Linked DNA regions of Hordeum vulgare: region 1 is linked to region 2. Evidence: chromatin contacts called from public Hi-C data. All regions are on one chromosome and are shown on one strand. The core of a region is the stretch at or near the end of the contact, and the rest is flanking DNA. Distances in the headings are between cores, read along the strand shown. Region 1 holds the start of LOC123443894 (phospholipase A1 PLIP1, chloroplastic-like). Region 2 holds the start of LOC123443891 (DEAD-box ATP-dependent RNA helicase 25-like).

Region 1 (3,979 bases), core at 1,038-3,537, 610 kb before region 2:
CTCCAGCACGCGCTGTCCGCCGCAGAACACCGACGGCGCGCCGAAGGTGACCACGGGGAGCAGCGACTCCGGGCCGACCACCCCGCGCGCCACCAGCATCAGACTCACAAGCAGCGCAAGACTGCCGCCGAGCGAGTGCCCCGTGAACCGCAGGCGCGCGCCTTCCTTGTGCGCCCTCAGGTGCTCGACGATCTCCGGCATCAGCTGTTCGTAGATGCCCTTGGCTGCCTCGTAGATGCCGCGGTGCACGAGAACGCCGGTGTCCTCGAATGTGGTGGGCTCGAAGAGGAGGTTGGCTTGCCAGGACGCGACCGAGTCGGAGCCCTGGATGACGAAGCAGCGGGTGCGCATGTCGGCCTCGTCGCAGGCGAACCACTGGCACGGCGACGACAGCGGCGACCGCAGGTCACGCGCGGCCTCTTGCCGCGCCTCGTCCTCGGCGGCCACCACCGCCGTCACCGTGGAGGCGGCAACGTAGGCCGCCATGCCCGAGTTGTACAGCCGGTCTTCTTCCCCAGCCGGCGGGTGCTGATGCCCGCGGAGTGAGAGCAGGCCGCGGGCCCGCGCTTGGACGTAGGACGCGGCCGACGCGGCCACCTCGTAGGCCAGGTGGTTGGAGCGGCGGACCGGCCGCCGCGGCTGCGGCTCCGCAGCCACCTCGTACTGCTGCGCGTCGCCCGCCGGCCGGGTGGAGTGGACGTCCACCCGAGCGCTCACGGCGCTGGCCTCCGCCTTCTTGTGCACCGACGACGTCACCAGCTCCAGTCCGTAGTGTTTCCTCAGCTCAGCAGTCTGTAAATTCCAGCAACAACCAAAATCAAAATTACATCAGTAGGAAAAGTAGTAAAACGTTTAGAGATCGTCTTGTTGCATTGCATGGATGGTTGACCGAGGAAGGATGGATGGAATGCAACTGGAAGATTGCTACATAAAGTCTCAACCAGAAATTGCTACCGGCAAGAAACTTTTCAGCCAACTACCTCGAAAATGCCACCCTTTATTCCAGAAAACTACTCTTTACATGTTGATTATGACTGATTTCTGTAGTAGTACTGTATTTTGGGATGACGAAAAAGGGCCCCTAATTAGAGCAGGAATTTGTCAATGAAAAAGGAATGAAGCACAAGCTGTTGTCAATGGGGTCGCCGCGACTACTGACATTACTAGTAGTACGTGGCTGGACAAATCGGCCACCAAGATAATCGGCGATGGAAATTAAAGCCACGGGTGCTGCTTGCTTTTCCTACCTAAATCTGGCAAACATTAATTCCTTAATAAGAAATTAATACTCGAGTCCAGTGGGCACCTCCCAGCCTGTACGCGCGGCGACCCTCTCTCGTAGCAATTAAAGCCAGCGTTTTTATGAGTAGTTGATCAAACTAATTCGGCGGCCAGATCGGCAGATCCGTTCCGTCCAAGTCCCAGCGGGCGGCCACGATTGTATCGTTTCCGTAGCGCTAGCGCTCACCTTGATCTCCGGGATGACGTAGGCCATGTTGCAGAGGAAGGCCAGCTGCGCGAACAGCCGGGCATCGCCCGGGGGGGCCCGCGCCAGCAGCTTGACGAAGGAGTCGCGGTCCCACTTGTCATCGGCCTCCGCCGCGGCGTGGTCCTCGTCGTAGTTCACGCCGCAGCCGCCGTCCTCGTGGTAGTCGTCGTCGTCCTCCTCCTCGAAGAGGTTGTCCGCGTCGGAGAAGAAGCGCTTGGTCGGGTCGTGGAAGCGGGAGCGCAGCTCCAGGAGCCGGTCCAGCCAGTGGTCCTCGGGCGTCCTGACCTGCGGCATTTCCGGGTCAGGGTCAGGGTCTGGGTCGGTCTCGCCGGCGCACACGGTGAGGAGCCGGTAGCCGTCGCCGTCGGGGAGCGGCGGCGGGCGCAGCGGCGCGGCGCCGAACTGGAAGGGGAAGACGCCGATGGAGCGGCTGGTGGTGAGCGATGCGCCCGCGGCTCCGCCGCGGCGGGAGCAGCGGAGGTGCGGCTCGGAGCGCGACCGCCGGATGCCGGCCTGCATGTTGACCGGCTCCCTCTTGGCTCGCCGGCCTGCCGGCGCGTGCGCGTGCGCGGACGACGACGACGCCGCCGCCCCGGCAATGCTCGCCACCATGGATGGATGGGTCCTTCCGGAGCCGCGCTGCTAGGCAAACGGATCCAGCGCAGCTGCCGGCGGCGGTAACGCTTGGGGTCGGGGATGATGGTGGTTGGCCTGGCCTCTTGGTGGCGGTGTAGTATTTGATTCGGCTTTGGCGATCCGTGCGGCCAAAAGGGTGGGGGGGGGGGGGGGGGGGGGAGGGGAGCACGGAGGAGCTGGGCGAACGGCGGTGGGGCTTTAATACGGGGAACGGGTAGAGAAACAGGTCGGCCACGCGAGAGGGCGAGGTGGGCGAAACCGAGAAAAAACCCGGCCTTTGGACGCCACGACAGCGGGAGGACTCATACTATGACTACTAGTATGAGGAGTAGGTGAATTCACCGTCCTGCCCTCCGGTCATTCTGTGATCAATGCGGGCGGGACACCATCAAGGGGCGACAGGTGGCCCTGTTCGGAAGCAAATTGCATGCAAGGATACACCGCGCGCAGCATGTGCGCAGCCGAGGAGGGTAGTTCCGGAAAACAGAGGAGGAAGGAACAAGAGAGGGGCAGAGCATCTCTAAAGCTGAACCGTAAAATTTATTTGTAGTTCGCAGAAAAATACTTTTACGGATCGACGTATAACGGATTTGTTGTGGGGTCGACATTTTCAGTCATGAAAACACATCTAGTTGCTTCTTTATTTTTTTTAAAGGCATTGGATACATTATAATTCATCAAATCTTTGGTAAAACAGCAAAACCAAAGAAAACAAAAACCAGAATTAGATATTTTAGAAGATATCTAGCCACTAGTTGGATCAACATCTTCTTCATGCATTCATTATTGATTTGGGGTTCTTTATTTTTCGACTTTGATTTGAAAAAGTTAGACGTTGTTTTATTTTAATTTTTTTTAATTGCACATACAGCTGCATCGTTAGGTTTAATTATATTAAAAAATACACGAACATCTATTAATATTTTTTCTATCAATACATCGACGTATTTTTCTTTTCAATACCAGAACATCCACCTTTCATAGAAACCCCGGGCTGCAGTGAAGAGTCCCGATCGGTCACAAGGAGCTGGCGAGGAAAAATCGCGGCCGTCGACGGTGGAGCATGGGAATCTCCGTCGCGGACGAGGTACCAAGAAAGGTGCACTTTGTTTTCCCAAATGCAAATGGTATCCACCGCGGCATATACCGGTTGCATACGGAATGCCTGCGCGCTACATGTTTTTCACCTTTCAACACCTGCGGCGAAAACCCATTTTTTGCATGCTACTCCGTCCGTAAGAAAATATAAGAACGTTCAGGTCACTATTTTAGAAGTACTACTAGCTTGGTATATTCAGCTGACTGCTTGTGAAATTACGAGGCAAGCTGGAGGGTTCAGAAATTAAGAGGTTTATAGGTGCACCTACAGCCTTAAGAATGCATGCAGGGTATGAAACTTAACCTGGGAAGAGAATCATTCACGGTTTCGTGCGGCTGGCACATTGCAACCACCGTACAAAAGGTCAGCACGGCGAATCAGTTGATTTACTTGTACAGTTTGCAGCGCTCTTTTTTTGTCCCATCGTATTTTTGAGTGCTTTTTCATATGGAAAAAAACGTACTACTAGTCCTCCGAGAAGAAGAAAGGAAAGGCGTCGGAGGAGACAATGCCCGAGCACCTGGACGCCAACGATGCCGAATAATAAACCCCAACTTGTTAATGGCCTTCTCCCGTGCGCTCGCAAATTAATCTCCGAGATCGGCTTGTCCTGTGCAACGCTCGCTAGGTAAATTAATTCTTGTGCTGGTGGTTCCATCGATCACACCGAGCGCCTCCATGTGAGGAAGATGAGACGAGTAAAATTGCTTTTTTAATGTCGAGCGAGATTCTGCGACCTGCTGCCGGAGTAGTAG
Region 2 (3,908 bases), core at 631-3,130:
ATACATCCATTCCTCCGATAAGTATTTCCGGACGGAGGGAGTATGTGCAAACTTGAGCTGATAAGTAATCACCTGACACGGGTTAGCCTGCATGTTTCGTTGCTCTAGAGTTATTCTTGTGCCACCAATTACAACCTGAACACCTAGCAAGCGATGATACTTGAGAAGCTTTTTGGCCTCAACAGCGACTTGGTTTGCAAGCTCTCTAGTAGGGCACATCACAAGCAAATTTACAGACGACCGCAAGTGGCTCCGTTGAGAACTGGGTAATTTAGAGAGAACCTCAATGGCTGGCAGCTAGAAACGCAAAAAGGAAACTCGGTTGGACTGGATAATGATTTAGAATGTCACTGCCATAGTTCAGTGAATGCAAACACCATCGATCTGACTACTGGGGCTGAATAAAAATGAGTACCAAAAAGGCAACGGTTTTTCCTGTTCCTGTCTTCGCTTTCGCAAGAACATCTTTGCCTGTAGTGCAGCAATACATTGGAATATCAGTTACCGGGCTCCCACCCAAGAGATTTGTGTCACAGAGTGAAGCAATAATATATGCAGTTTTGTTAACCTTGAAGGATTACTGGTAGAGTTGCCTCCTGAACCTGGGTCATCCTTCCATATCCAGCATCTTTGACGCCTTTCAGTGACAATTCAGAAATAGCACACTGATCAAACCTGCAATATACATGAGATTACTAAACCAAAAAATCCAAATGCATAAAAGCTATTGATAGTTCTCGATTTTCAGGAAAACACAGCCTAGTTAGCAAGTGGCGTCACGAACTAGAACCATTAGTTGTTTAGTTGCCGATTCCAAATGGCATTTGTACTCCTTAACATGGGATTACGTAAAACCGAGTAACACCAAATTTTTGGTTGTTGTTCTATGTTTTTCTTTGCCATATTTATTTTACAGCTGCAGTAAGAAACAAGTTAGATAAAAAAAAACTATAGCCAATGAATATACTCTCATAGGAGTATTTAGTTATATGTTCTGTAACACAATATGTCCAGTTGCAGCTTGGTCCAGAAAAAAAAGGCAAGGCTAGAACCCAAGTATCTAAGAGCGGCTAACCAAATGTTAATATAATTCACCATAATGTCAAACACGGCACTACTTCAAAGAGGCAGCAACCATCAATTATAATGCTAAGGATTTGCATTCATACAAACACAGGACGCTGTTAGAAGTTTAGAACTCCGTAAGAATCAAATAACTGTAGTAGAACAGTATTATAACATATATTCTATATTTATTGCTACCACACTGTTTTGAGATTTGAGCTCTATACTCGTAAAATCAGCCAACATTTTTTATTTCAAACAGTAAAACAGGCGACATTAACTCAAACTCTCCATTTCTACAATTCTGAAAAGATTTGAGAGTGAGCGTTGGCTTTCTCTATTACCGTGTCTCGCTGAGGTAGGAGCCGTCCACGCCTCCCGCCTCGCCACCGACCTTCTCCGCATCCAATTGCAAAGCCTTCCCTTCCCCTTCCTCCTCGTCGGCACCCCTTATCCTGCTCGTGACAACCCTGGGAAACGCAAGTCCGCCCTCCGGGTCCCTCCGCTGCCTCCTCGTGACGGACGCGCCGCGGGCGCTTCCTGACCTGAGCTGGCTGACGACGTCGCCGATGTCGACCTTGGCGGCGGCCAGGGAAGAAGGGGCGCGACGTCCGCCGGCTGTAAAACGGAGGCGGAGGCGGAGGCTGCAAGGGGAGGCCCTGACGAGGACGGGGATACCGCCGTGGGTACGGAGGAGAATATCACCGCCGGCCATCTCCGGTGAGTGGCTGGGGCGGTAGGGTTTTGGGAGTAGGGGTAGGGGGTTCTGTCCCTGTGAGTTTGCGGCTTGGCGCGCGAGAAGATAAGATATTTCGCCGGCTTCGTCAGACGCGGCTTTCATTTATAACGGCTGAGGGCCCGCTTGCACCTAGTTCCCCTTCTAAACCATTAGGTTAATTTCACGTGATCCCATCTCAACGTCCGTTTTGTTTGGATTTTATCCGTTTGAGACGGATGATGAAGTCATATCTGGATCATTTCTGATATATGATGGTTGTGTGTCCAACATGCGGACCTTAGCTGCATCATATCCGCTTTATTTTCAAACACAAGCATTCCAATAGCCATGACTCATAAGTCATGCAAGCAGCCCTAGATCATGCCGGCAACACAGCCAGCCTATACGTCCTTGCCGGAACACAACCAGCGGTCGGCAACACAGCCAGCCGCCAAAGAGAATAGGTTTTTCGCAGGCAACACAGTCAGCGGCCGGCTCATCATGTCAGGCTCCAAAAAAAGAACGGCCACGACCGAATTAACGCCCTAGTTGAGGCCATCGACGTCAAACATCTCTTTCTGTCGGGCCTCGAACCAGCTCCTTGTCTTCTCACTCATTTTTCTCAAGTCCACGCTCATGATCGCCAGCGCCACCTCCTTTGTTTGGTTGCAGCATTGGTGGCCTCGATGTCGAGCTGCCTCTGCCTGGCCGCGCCATTGGTGGTCTCGATGTCGAGCTGCCTCTGCCTAGCCGCCTCCTCAATGTCGAGCTGCCTCTGCGTGGCCGCCTTCTTCATGTCGATCTTCCTCTTCTTGGCCGTCTCCTCCATCTCAAGCTTCTTTGTTTGCAGCTTCATGTATTGCTTCATTTGCTCCTCCTTGCCTTGTCGCTTCTTCTCGTCCCTCACTTCCTTTTGAGACATCACGCCATGCAAAGTCTCATGCAAAGCATACGATGCCACATCACGCTTGTCATTCACTTTGGAGTTGGTCTTGCCCCTCGGCCTCTTCAACGCCTCACCATCTCCACCTCCGGCCAATGCGGCCGGCCGACCGCCTTCTTGTCTCTCTTCCTTTGAAGCTCGCGGTATTGATCTTTGAACTTAGGACAATTGTTGATAATTTGCCAATAATGCGTGAGAGTGAATGGCTTATTGTTGTGACAGGCCTTGAATGCTTCCAAAGATTGAAATGCCTACATGATCAACAACAATTGGACATGCAAACACAATTAATCATAGGAGAGGCACAGGCACGGTCGTAGCAAAGGAAAGTGAAGAGGCCATACCATGTCCCCGATGCCAAGACCACTCACGGGACGTGCTTCAACGCTCTCAAGTGCGGCGCAAATTTTTTTGCATTCTTGTTGGATGAACAACCACCTCTTTTGAATCGAGTTGATGTTACTATTGCTCGTAAATTGGTAGGGCGGAAACAGCTTTCTCTCATGGAATGTTTTGTGAACTCTTGTCCAAAAAATAATTCTCTTTTGTTGCGCATCGACTCTAGGATCTTGGTCAATCTCCTTCCGACTTCCGCAAATCAACGTGTCCTCATCTTGTGTGTATGATCCCGTATGAATGCTCTTCTTCCTCATTTGAGCTTCCGCTCTTTGGGTGAGCTCGTCGATGAACAATGGCTTGCCCGCAATATTGACGACGTTCTCTTCTTCTTTGTCACCTTCGCAACATATGTCATCTTCTTCATGCCACGAGTCACCATAGTCGGCCTCAAAGTCTTCATCGGCCATGTACTCGCCACAGCCATCTTTACTCTGGATCTCCTCCGGATCGAAGGTCCTGCCCTGCCCACCCGTTTGAAAGGCCTCGCCATGACCCTCGAAGATAACATTCTCCATGAACTGGCCGTAGAAAATTTCCTCGACCGTTGGCGTCGGTGTTGGCATTTCGCTGAACATGACGCGGGGCGACGGCATGGTGGTCGTAGATGGCGGCCGGGCTTGCTTTCTTTGCATCTCGACGGACGGGCGGCCGCCGCTGCAGGCCCCCAACATGACGTTGAGGTCGATGACGGCTGTCGTGGGTATAAGTCTGACAGTAGATGTGTAGGGTACGAAAGGATGGTCAGAGCCTTAGCTACGGCGAGGTTGTATGAGTTCAAGCCCC

The links. Hi-C and Micro-C count contacts between places; a contact is called where the count stands out from the background.
Region 1: a contact with region 2 is called in a Hi-C map of seedling, with 3 times the contacts expected there. The contact joins the promoter of LOC123443894 here to the promoter of LOC123443891 in region 2. A contact is called at or near these places in 1 of 6 Hi-C or Micro-C datasets (seedling) and 1 of 1 datasets of contacts at active chromatin or transcription factors (embryo).

The regions. Positions count from the first base shown.
Region 1 is chr3H:372,923,136-372,927,114 of MorexV3_pseudomolecules_assembly, reverse strand. It overlaps LOC123443894 (phospholipase A1 PLIP1, chloroplastic-like), which reads right to left and starts at 2,287. Exons shown (of 2, transcript XM_045120440.1): 1 at 1,469-2,287; 2 at 1-792. The coding sequence starts at 2,101.
Region 2 is chr3H:372,311,719-372,315,626 of MorexV3_pseudomolecules_assembly, reverse strand. LOC123443891 (DEAD-box ATP-dependent RNA helicase 25-like) reads right to left here and starts at 1,880. Exons shown (of 10, transcript XM_045120438.1): 1 at 1,410-1,880; 2 at 569-675; 3 at 416-471; 4 at 73-297. The coding sequence starts at 1,780.